Regions from separate parts of the Zea mays genome. Here region 1 is linked to region 2. The links are chromatin contacts, called in public Hi-C maps. All regions are on one chromosome and are shown on one strand. The core of a region is the stretch at or near the end of the contact, and the rest is flanking DNA. Distances in the headings are between cores, read along the strand shown.

What was found. Hi-C and Micro-C count contacts between places; a contact is called where the count stands out from the background.
Region 1: a Hi-C map of leaf shows a contact between it and region 2, with 2.1 times the contacts expected there. The contact joins the promoter of LOC100127539 here to the promoter of LOC101202695 in region 2. A contact is called at or near these places in 2 of 25 Hi-C or Micro-C datasets (ear and leaf).

The regions. Positions count from the first base shown.
Region 1 is chr9:81,475,338-81,481,049 of Zm-B73-REFERENCE-NAM-5.0, forward strand. It overlaps LOC100127539, which reads left to right and starts at 4,076. Exons shown (of 4, transcript NM_001112794.1): 1 at 4,076-4,271; 2 at 4,635-4,696; 3 at 4,801-4,841. The coding sequence starts at 4,080.
Region 2 is chr9:81,241,930-81,247,871 of Zm-B73-REFERENCE-NAM-5.0, forward strand. LOC101202695 (heat shock factor protein 3) reads left to right here and starts at 3,622. Exons shown (of 2, transcript NM_001279383.3): 1 at 3,622-4,005; 2 at 4,482-5,457. The coding sequence starts at 3,793. The coding sequence ends at 5,072.

The sequences.
Region 1 (5,712 bases), core at 2,826-5,325, 230 kb after region 2:
ACGCCTTGGCCCACCTGTCAGCGCCCAAACCCCCTGGCGCTGGGCCCGCTTGGTCAGCGCGCTCTCTCCCTTTGCCGCTGACGCCCCTGGCCCTGCTTGTCAGTCTCGCCTGCGCGCCCGCGCGATCTTATCTTAGCCGTCGGTTTTTGATCCAACGGTTGAGGGAGCCCGATACCCCTTCGTGTGGCTGTTTTGCTTAAGAAACCCCCTAGTTTTAGGAAATCAACTCGTCGTCCTCTGTTTTAGCGCATAGGTCCCTGGTTTGTTTTAATTAGACCCCTAGACTTTTATTTAATCACAGATTTAGCCCTAATTTCATATTTCAAACTTCAAAACATGTTTATTTCATATCTTCTTCATATGAACTCCAAATTTAGTGGTTCAAATTGCAAAATGTTCACCAAATTATTCTCTGTTCAAATAAAATATGACCAACTGTATTATGTACACTAAAATGTTTACACTTAGAATATAGAATTAAAGTATATGTTGATTTATTTATTTAATGAAATAAATAAAAGGAGAACCCTAGGAATAAAGTATATTCAATCTTGTGAGATTAGTGTTATGCATTACTTGGATTTATTTTTGGCTTAACCTCTAGGCCTTAATGACATAAATAGAATTAGGAATGTAATTATGGATAATACTTAAAAGATAATCAAATTTCTAAACGAGAGTAGTTTATCTTATAATTCTAGCTTTCATTTGTTTTAATCACTACTTAACCTTTTTGAGCTATATTCCAAACATTTAGAGAGTAATCAATTCCCCAACTAGGATTAGTCCATTTTTATAACTTGACCTCATTCCTCTGTACTTAATATTGTACCTTCTTGAATTGTGTGCCAATATTTGTACATGTGTGATGTGATGTTCATTTTTACCTTCCAAATGTATTGAATGTATGCTCGCTTTACTTAGACAATGAGCAGCTCGTGGTTCCTGAGTGTGTTGCCGAAGATCCCTCTGAGCAACAACCTGGTGAAGGCAAGTGTCCTCAGACCTATCATGTCCTACTTTACTTTATAATTCACTGTCCCGCATTACATTATTGAAACTTAAGGATGCACTAGTATGTATTTACCTTACCCTTCTTTACCTTTTTGGGTTAATCATGGTTAGCTTATGCTATTGCTTAAACTTAATCAATGAACATGATGTGATCTTTTATGATACGATGATGTTATCCCTATGGGGTCCTTGTGATTACTTTAGGGGCCTCAGGCTCTTTCCTAAGTACCTCTCCGTAAGGACCTGTTTGGGGAGTGACAACCCAGGATAACAGTGCAACCATGAGGGTGGAATGGGACGACCTTAGCTGATTAATTAGAGGAACCAGAGGAGTAGTTGGCTTCACCATAGGGCCATCAATGGGGTCCGGGCACAGTACTTGCTCTACCGAGGTTGGTTGCAGAGGTTCTTTGATTTGGTTTTGTTAATCACCCTTCCTTTGGGGAGATGTACTGTGTTTATCAAACTAGAGAAACCTAACGGGCGGCTATGACCTCTGGGAAATCTTTGTAAAGGCTACGTAGTGAGACCCTGCTAGGTCACCTTGGTAGTGATCAATGGGGAGGCTAGAACCCCGGGCAGAATGGGAATCACGGCTTGTGGGTAAAGTGTGCAACCTCTGCAGAGTGTTAGAAACTTGTATATCAGCCGTGCTCACGGTTATGAGCAGCCTTGGGATCCTCTTCGATTAGAAGAACAATGGTTACTTTTATGATGATGATTAACAATGGTGATTATAATCCTGATCTCTGGTATTTCCTCTTGGAGGGAGTGCCTCTAGGTAATAACTGGGTTATTACTAAAACTTGGCTCTACTTATAATTAATAAAACTTGACCAACTAAAAGCAACTGCTTAACTTTAAACTCCACATACAACTAGTCCACTTTAGCCAAACGGGACATTTGCTGAGTACGTTGAAGTGTACTCACCCTTGCTTTACAAACCACCCCACCCAGGTTGTCCCCATTGTTCTCAGTGCTCAGGAGGTGAAGCTGGCAACATGGATGACTTCGAGGAGTTTCAGGAATATGACGAGTTCTAGTTCTTTCTTAGTGGCAAACCCCCAGTCAGCTGCCTGTGTAGGCTTACATTCTACGTTTTGATACTCTGCACTTTGATGTTATTGTTGAACACTATGGTTATGTATTAGACTCTGTGGATGTCTTGGACATCTTGATGTAATAAAGTACCTTTCCGCTATTTATTTCAAGCATTGTGTGATGATGTCCAATTATGTAATCGTTGTGTACGCGAGTTTCTGATCCTGGCACGTACATGGTTCGCATTCGGTTTGCCTTCCAAAACCGGGTGTAACACAGGGTGTCTTCCTCCATCCGCATCTGCCATAGCTAATGTCCATGTAGTTTTACCTAATTACTTGGTCAAGACCAAAGCCATATATTCCTTGTGGTTGTTTAGATGTCCTAGGTGGTCTCTCGACAAACCAATCCTTAGTGTGAGGCACTTGGCCAATCCTATCCCATACATTGAGTGATAATGGTTTGATAAAAGCACCTTTTATAAATAATTCTCATAAAACTTCTGGAAACACTTTTCTTTTGAAATATGTAGTGCACTAGAGTTTGTCTACAAAAAATGTTCCCAGATTTCGGAGTTGAAACTAGGACATCGCAAACAATTACTAGGGAAATTCCCATTAGGTGCAATAGTTTAGCCAAAACAGTAATGAGCGTGTAATTAAAGCGGTATAGAATCATGGAGTTCCTCAAAAGCGTGGGGCCCTTCAGACATATGCAACACTTCGAATCTACTCACGTACATGGGCACATAATAAGAAACAATACACTAATTCATAAAAACATGACTCAAAATAGTCGACTAGAATTATTCCATGCATTTTTAGAATTTATTTGAGACCAAAACCACTTTATTTAGATTAAAAATGAATTAGTTATGAATTTTTTAAAAAATAAACCTACCAGCTATATATTTCTAATTATCTATAGTATCTAGAGATTAAAAAGTATATTTTAGTCCCTGGTTATAATTAACTATGGTGGACTACAGGTTCATTTCAACTAATTCAAGGGTCTCTTATGCAAAAAGACTGCTGTCAGCGTCGCGCTGGTTGAGCGCTTACTAGTACAGATGGTAGTTGGAGTTGGATTACACATCGGGATTAAAAAAGGGACTGTGCTGCTGGTGCGTGCATGGCGATGGCCTCCGTGACAACTGACAACAGATCGGCGATGTGAGTTACGTCAGCCAACATGAAGCTCGACTGGTGCATATTGGGGCTGGAGGATTGCCGGGACGGCCGGACGGGAGTGCATGATCGGCAGCAAGGGGGTGCTTTCAACGGCGATATGTACTCCGGCGAGCAATTTGCATGTGCTCCATGTGTGGCTTGACCAGGGAACGGGTGTGTGGGGTTGGGTACCTGCTCATGCACGTCCTAGTGTCGAGCAGGAACCGAGAATATGAGTGAGGGCCAGGTCAATGGCGGCGGGTGCATGGCGGGGTCGGGTTGACGTGGTCCTAGCGGTAGACGCTGGCAGAGTTCCAGGGAAGACTTATCGTAGGTCCCACATAGGGGTGGATATCGAGCCAGCTCGACTCGTTATGCCTCAGCTTGTTATGTCTCGTTAACATGCCTCAGCTTCTTGAAGACAAAGGACCTAACATGCAAAACACTAGAAGATTCTATGCAATGTTAGAAAAGACACACATGCGTCTCCCATGGAATTTGATGAATGATAAGAGGTTCGATTATGATTGCCTGGAATTGATATGTTGATTCCCACCATCGTCTGTGTGCGATGCTTAAAACCATGGAAGCCAACGAACAAAGTTTGAAATTCCCACAAACAAGTAGAGAAGAGCATATCATTCTGAAAGGTGAGCAGATAAAAATGTGCCGAAACTGTGTTGAAAACGAGAATCACATGTATGCACACAGTTTCCTGAGCATCTTCTAGGACACTATAAAATAGCCCAAGACCTTGTGATTTGCTCAAGCCATATTGATGGCCTGATAGCTTTCGTAGGTGCTAGCTACTACCATATACCATATACTCTCACACAAAGATTAGTACAGCTAGCATGGCTAATGACTCCTTGACGAGGGGCCACATAATCGGGGATGTCTTAGACCCGTTTACTAGCTCAGTGTCTCTAAGTGTCCTGTATGATGGCAGACCAGTGTTTGATGGGATGGAGTTTCGGGCGTCGGCGGTGTCGGTGAAACCTAGAGTTGAGATTGGAGGTGATGATTTTCGAGTGGCCTATACCCTAGTAAGCCATCACGTACTCCGCAGATCGAGTCCATTTGGCGCGCGGTAGGCCATATCTATGGCCAAGATGTCTCGACTACTCTCCAAACTCTCATGTCCAAGTGACATCCATGGCTTTTGGCTCACTGTGTGTGACGGCTAAATCAGTCTCCTCGATCGTGCCCATAGCTCGGTTGACTACAAAGATTGGCTCATGCTAATAAATATATAGTAGTATTATACACTGAGAGAGACACTAACACCCCCCCCCCCCAAAAAAAAAGTGCAGGGATTTCTGATCAGCCCAGCCCCGAAAAAATGCTCAGGTTTACTTTTAATTCCCTAACATGTTGACCATGTGTTTGTGTTAATGTAAATATATTAGGTTATGGTGGATCCTGATGCGCCTAATCCCAGCAACCCTAGCCTGCGGGAATACTTGCATTGGTGAGTTATTGTTCTTGCACATACTATTTGATCAGACTACATATGTACAGTTCTGAAGAGTAATTCAGATAAATTAATCATCACACTGCCTTATCTTTTGACAGGATGGTTACTGACATCCCAGCATCAACAGATGATAGCTTCGGTGAGCATCAACAACTTTCATTTTTTATATTTATATATACATCACAAGAAACCTTCTTTTTGAAACAATCTCACATCCTAGTTAATAAACTCCCCCAAGAATTTAGTCATGCACTTTATTGCATTGTGAAGTGTAACCTCGATCTTGACCCTTTTAGAGGGCTCTCCCAATAAGTTCAACCTGACACCAAGCATGTAATTTCATTGTACATTAAAATTCCAAAAACAACAAGAAGCAAAGCCATGGAAACTATATTTTTTCACTTCACTGGTGCCTAAGCCCCAAGAAGATGGGCCAATAAAGGGATGCTTACTCTTTTCCTCAAGGGCTCATGTATATTAATTATGAATTTTTTTTAGAATTTTAATGCTAACGTGCTGATGCAAACTTTCTTCAATATTAGATTTTTTTGTGAATTTTCTTCATTTTTGTATATAGGTTGTGCACAATTTCTATATGCTTCTGCAAAATATGTAATCCTTATCTCTTGAAACCGAAACAAAAGTATTCCTTTTTTTAATAGTTTATTCTAATGCAGCGCTTGTGTTTTCTTCCGGCTCGAATTTAGTCAGCACAACTAATTGAATTGGCTTTAATCATATATAGTATATGTTTGCAATGTCCTGATCGATATAGAAAAAGGTATTTTTAAAGCAAGTGAGTTATAAGCTAGTGTAGAACTTCAGCATATGCAACGTAAGATTTTTGTTATCAGCAATTCAATCATATAGTACATGCTGCATGTATTTTAAGTGAAATATTTCAAACGAATTTGCTGTTTGATATGTTATTAGCTTATATCACACTTTGTTCATTTTTGGCATTTTAGATTTATCTCTAGTTTTTTTACCCAAGTTTTACACTCATATTG
Region 2 (5,942 bases), core at 2,372-4,871:
ACAAGTCGCAACAAGAGCTCGCAACGCAACACAGAGAGTTCACAACTCCACAAGAGCTCTATATGCTATCACAATGAAACGAATGCGTGAGATTGATGTCTTGGTGCTTAGAAGAGTTGTAGGAATGCTTGGTGTATCCCTCCATGCGCCTAGGGGTCCCTTTTATAGCCCCAAGGCAGCTAGGAGCCGTTGAGAGCACATCTGGAAGGCTATCCTTGCCTTCTGTCGTCGGGCGCACCGGACAGTCCGGTGCACACCGGACACTGTCCGGTGCCCGATTTGTTTCCTTATACAGCGCATCCGACCGTTGCTGTCAGAGTCAGATCTGCGCACCGTTGGCGCACCGGACATGTCCGGTGCATACCGGACAGTCCGGTGCTTCCTTCCGACCGTTGGCTCGGCCACGTGTCGCGCGCCGATCGCGCGGCCGACCGTTGGCCCGGCCGACCGTTGGCTCACCGGACAGTCCGGTGCACACCGGACAGTCCGGTGAATTTTAGCCGAAGTCGCCGGAGAAAAACCCGAGAGTGGCCTCTTCGGCCAAGGCAGCCTGGTGCACCGGACACTGTCCGGTGCACCACCGGACAGTCCGGTGCCCCAGACCGAAACAGCCCCTTGGCTGCACACAGCCAAGTCTTCTCTTCTCTTCTTCTATCTGTTTCTAACACTTAGACAAATATATTAGTACACAAAACCAATGTACTAAGGCTTAGAAACATACCTTTACTTGTGATTTGCACTTTGTTCATCCATGAGCATATTATCACATTTAAGCCTTTGTGTTTGCACTCAATCACCAAAATACTTAGAAATGGCCCAAGGGCACATTTCCCTTTCATAAACCCCCAGTCAGCTGCCTATTAGGCCTTATCTACTACGTTACGTATTTCCGCACTTTGATGATATTAATGACTATGGCTATGTATTAGACTCTGTGGATGTCTCAGACATCTTATTGTAATAAAGTACTTTTCCGCTATTTACTTTGAGCATCGTGTGATGATGTCGAATTATGCGCTATGTACGTGAGTTTCTGATCCTGGCACGTACATGGTTCGCATTCGGTTTGCCTTTCAAAACCGGGTGTGACATTGGTTGTACCTTTTAATTGTGGTTGTTTACTTCATTGTGGCAGTTTACTTCTCTATTGATGTAATGAACTGCTATGAACACTTGAACATTTAGGAGTTGGTTGTACTCTTTTTTTTCTTCCTAGGGTTTTCTTACTAGGTCTGAGTTTTTACCTTGGAAGGGTTTTAATGAGACAGCATTGAACTAACAGCTCCAATAATATTCCACTTAACTTTCTATTTGAGTTTTGCTTGTTGGTATTGGTTATCCTAGAATGTTTTGAGGTTGGAGTTTGAGTTGGTATGTGCATGTGCGTAATTGTGAATTACTGTCCAGATTATCACGTGTGTAATTGTGAATTACTGTCCACAATATATGTGTAATTGTGTCCAGAATTATATGTATCAGTTTTCCCAGGTTTTTTTGCTTGTTTTTTGGTCTGTATGGTTAATCGGGTTCATGGGCGGCATAACCCGATTAGCCTAGTGGACTGTAAGCCCGACACAACATATTTAACACCATCCCGTGCCGTGCTTGGCCCTGATTGAAGCCCGTGGGCGGGCAAGACATGACCCGTCTTCGTCTTCGTGTCGGGGCAGCCGGTTATTATTCATGTCGGGTTAGCCCGACATGTCTATTTGGACATGTATAATTTCGGTCGTACCAGAAAAAATAGAGGCACATGTTGCAATTTTGTACTAGTTAGCAAAATTTATATTAAACAATTAGACGATCGCTAATCACTTTAAATTTTAAATCATGCTTTGCTATATGTATCTATACATCGATCGATGTCGTCGTACCTTGGGATTTTTTTCCTCCGCCACTGGAGGCGATATAGCAATTAGGTAAACTTTACACAGCGATTGCCGCTGTTGTGGGCACAAGATCGCAGTCGCAGAGCTGGAGAACGTCGCTGTGCAGGTTTTATGGGCAGGATTCCGATAGACGTGATAACGGGATAAGATAGTGTAGTGTAGCCCCACCGCTGTCAATAATGCCGGGCGGACGGGAAAAAGACAGCAACACGACAGGTGGCGCCCAACCACAGCCTGCAACGCGCCGTGGCAAAGCGCAAACTCCAAAGCCCACCTGTCGAGCGCGTACCGCGCCGGGGACTGCCCTGAACGTCCCAGTTGGAAACGCCCACGTCCCGGAACGCTAGTGGCGCCCGCGGCCGTGACTGTACGGGCGCTGCCCACTTGCGTGCACGTGGGCTAACGGGAGAGGCCCACGCCAGCTCTCCCGTCCGTTGTCCGGACGCAAGCTACCGCGCTGGCCCGGGTTTGTCCGTCCCGTACAGTCACGTTGATACAGACGCTGAGAGCATGTCTGGTATCTTTTTATATAATATAAAGTGTGTTATCTATAGACATATGTAAATAGATTTAGTTGCACAATCGTTATTGAAAAGAGTTAAATATATTTCTTGTATTTAACTAGTGGTGGTGGTTGCGCCTTCTATAGTAGGACGAAGGGAGTAGGTAATACACCAGTTTTTTTGTAATATCATACTTTTTCGGTCTCAAAATATAATTCGCTTTAGATTAAACCTACCTTCATTCAGTAACCTATGAATATAGTTTGTATGCATATCTAAATTCATTATCATCTATTCAAATACGGAGAGATAAAAAGTTCTATATTTTGAGATAGAGGGAGTAGTATTTTAATTATACTCTAAGTTGTTTGGTTGCATTATCAAAACTGCATTTTCATCATAACATTGTAGATAATATGGTATTTTTGGAGCATTGAAAACTCTACTTTAACCTAATGTTTTAATGGTATGCCTAGCGTTTGTCTAATACTATATTTACAATTTATATCTAAACAATGTTTCTTAAAACTAACTGTAGTACTTTGGAGTTGGGCAAAACTACTGTGGTGTTATTATGACAATTGCAAAAAAAAAATAGCATTGTAACATAATGGTTTTAAAAAATATAGTGGACAAACATGCCCGGAGATTTGCGCAGCTGTACTACTTGTAGTCGCCCAGGCCGACCGGGATATCAACGTCGGAGAGAGGCTACCGATGCACCGGAGCGGATCCGAATTGTTTAGTTGCCGGATTACCAGATCGGGAGGCACAACTTGTGTTCTCCGTTCTTCCACGTGAACCCATATCTGCCACCATCAGTAAACAACAGTTGGGGCTAATAGACAATGAGAAAAAAGTCCGGTGCATCCCCCCTGGCCGTGTCTCCACGTCTTGTGGCTGAAGCCGAACCCAAGACAAGCAGAAAGCAGCCGAGAGAGGTCTTCGGCGCGCACCCGCTACGGAAAAAAGCGCAAAAGCACGGGCCGTCTCAGCAAAAGCGCAGCGCTGAGCGGGCGGCCGTGGATTGGCGGGTCCGCGGCAGCGCGCGCTTTTTCCCCACCCGTCGCGGTCGGCGGGGGCTCCATGCCCGCGGGGCCACGTGGGAGGCCAGGGCGCCGAACCCTCCCGAGCCCGCGGCACGCGTCGCGGCTGCACTGGCCAGGCCACGGCCCCGCGCCCATTATATCCTGCCCCCGCCGCGCATCACCGGCGACCACGTCGACACCCTGCCACCAACGACAGGTTACCTTCTTCGGGCCCTTCTCACCATTTCCTCATTTAAGCCCCGTGTGCCTTGCTCCTCGGTGTTTCCTCCAGATAGTAGTGTTTCCTCAGTGGACTAGTGTGAAGCTGTGCTTAGCGTAGCGGAAGGGAGGAAGGACAAGGCAAGGCAACTGATGGCGGCGGGCGGCGGAGGCGGCTCGCCGGCGCCGTTCGTGTGGAAGACGTACACGATGGTGGAGGACCCCGGGACGGCAGGGGTGATCGGCTGGGGCAGCGGCAACAACAGCTTCGTCGTCGCCGACCCCTTCGTCTTCTCGCAGACGCTGCTCCCCGCGCACTTCAAGCACAACAACTTCTCCAGCTTCGTCCGCCAGCTCAACACCTATGTCAGTTAAATCACACACTCCAGCTAGCTAAATTGATTGCCGTCTCTCTTCTACGAGCTGAACCCTGCTCTTGGGAGAGCGCTGGATCTGTATAAACTTTGGCGTGTGTACCGAATGCTCTTGCTGTGCTGTACCAACACAAATTTGTAAATTGGTTTTTGTTGGAGAAAAAAAAAGGAAATATGTAAGCTTGCTACCTGCAGCGACGAAATTCTTCAAAACATCTTTGGAGATCGACCATTCAAAATTCGTAGACAAACATATGGACAGAGATGGAGCCGCGTATATATATGCAACGAAATTCTGCAGACAGTTCGGTGAATATATGCACGGAGAAAAATTGGTTTTTTTGCGCAATTTACCTATGGATTTCTGCAAGAACCGAACACACCGCCGTGAGAACTTTATAAATCGCGAGAGCCAAGAGCTGCACAGCTAGTACTAGTACTTCCCTTGCCCTGACTTGGTATTTTCAGGGCTTCCGCAAGGTTGATCCGGACCGGTGGGAGTTCGCCCACGCGTCGTTCCTGCGCGGCCAGACGCACCTCCTGCGCAACATCGTCCGCCGCGGCAGCAGCGCCGCCGGTGCCGGAGGCGGAAAGAGGAAGGACGCCAGCCCCACGGAGCTGGCCTCCGGGGACGACATGACCATGGTGGCCACGGAGGTGGTGCGCCTCAAGCAAGAGCAGCGCGCCATCGACGACCGCGTCGCCTCCATGTGGCGCCGCGTGCAGGAGACGGAGCGCAGGCCCAAGCAGATGCTCGCGTTCCTCCTCAAGGTCGTCGGCGACCGCGACAGGCTGCACCGCCTCGTCGGCGACGCCCCCGTGCCAGATAACGGGTTCGCCTCCGGCGGTGCCGCCGAGCCGCCCGCCGCGGAGGTCGGCGAGAAGCGGGCCAGGCTGCTGCTCGACGGTGACAGCATGGTGGCGCTCGGTCCCGAGGCCGTCGACTTCGCCGGGTTCTACAGCGGCGGCGGTGCGTTCGGCGATGTTGCCGTGGATGCTGCCGCTGGGTCCCGCGGAGGCGGGTTCTCGTTTGCGTTCGGCGTGGACGCGGGGTACTGAATGACGAGCAGGCGCCGCCATTGTCAGCAGCTTGGCCCGCTTATGCTGCTGTCGAGCTTCCTGCCAATGCCATTGCGCTGAGCGGCGGCAGCCGTCACATGGAAGCATGGCAGGGGATGGATGATAATGATGTTAAGTTCTATCCCTGCTACATGGATAGGATGTGTGTCTGATGCTGCTTTTCGTGGATCTATATGGGCGGGGAGCGACTACTGCGTCGAGATCTAAAAATAAGGGGATATACTGTCATGGAGTGTGACCTTCGAAGTTCCCAATATGAGTAGGTTTGATGTTGTACATGACCAGTGCAGCAGCACTAATATTTCAATCTCCTGCGGATACGCAGCTGGAAAATTGGCATCGCTATTATTTAGCCCTTTTCTAATTATGTCTCAAGCGAACAATCTAATTAAGTTTTCTTAGAGCATCTCCAAGAGACTAGTTAAATAACTCGCCGAGCCAAATTTTAGCTACTAAATAGTAAATTAAATCTCCAACAGACTAGCTATCTGACTAGTAAGCTATCTGACTCTGTAAATTGTCTCTCACTAGCTAAATTTAGCTAGCCACCTGACTAGCCAAACTAGATAGATAGTCTGTTGGACTGAGATGCTATATATAGAGTGTAGTCTTTATGAAAATGTAAATAGATAGTTAAATAGAGAGAAAAAAATGAAGAGTCTCTTGGAGATGCTCTTACCATCGTACATGTAATAATTGTGTTGATATAAACTGTTACAAAACAATGAGCAAAGGCACAGTCAAGATGAAACATAGAGAGACAAGATTAACATAGAGAAAGGATCTATCTGTTTGGTTCACTTATAGATTTCTGAAACTTTAATGTGATTCTAGTTGTGAACGGTAAAA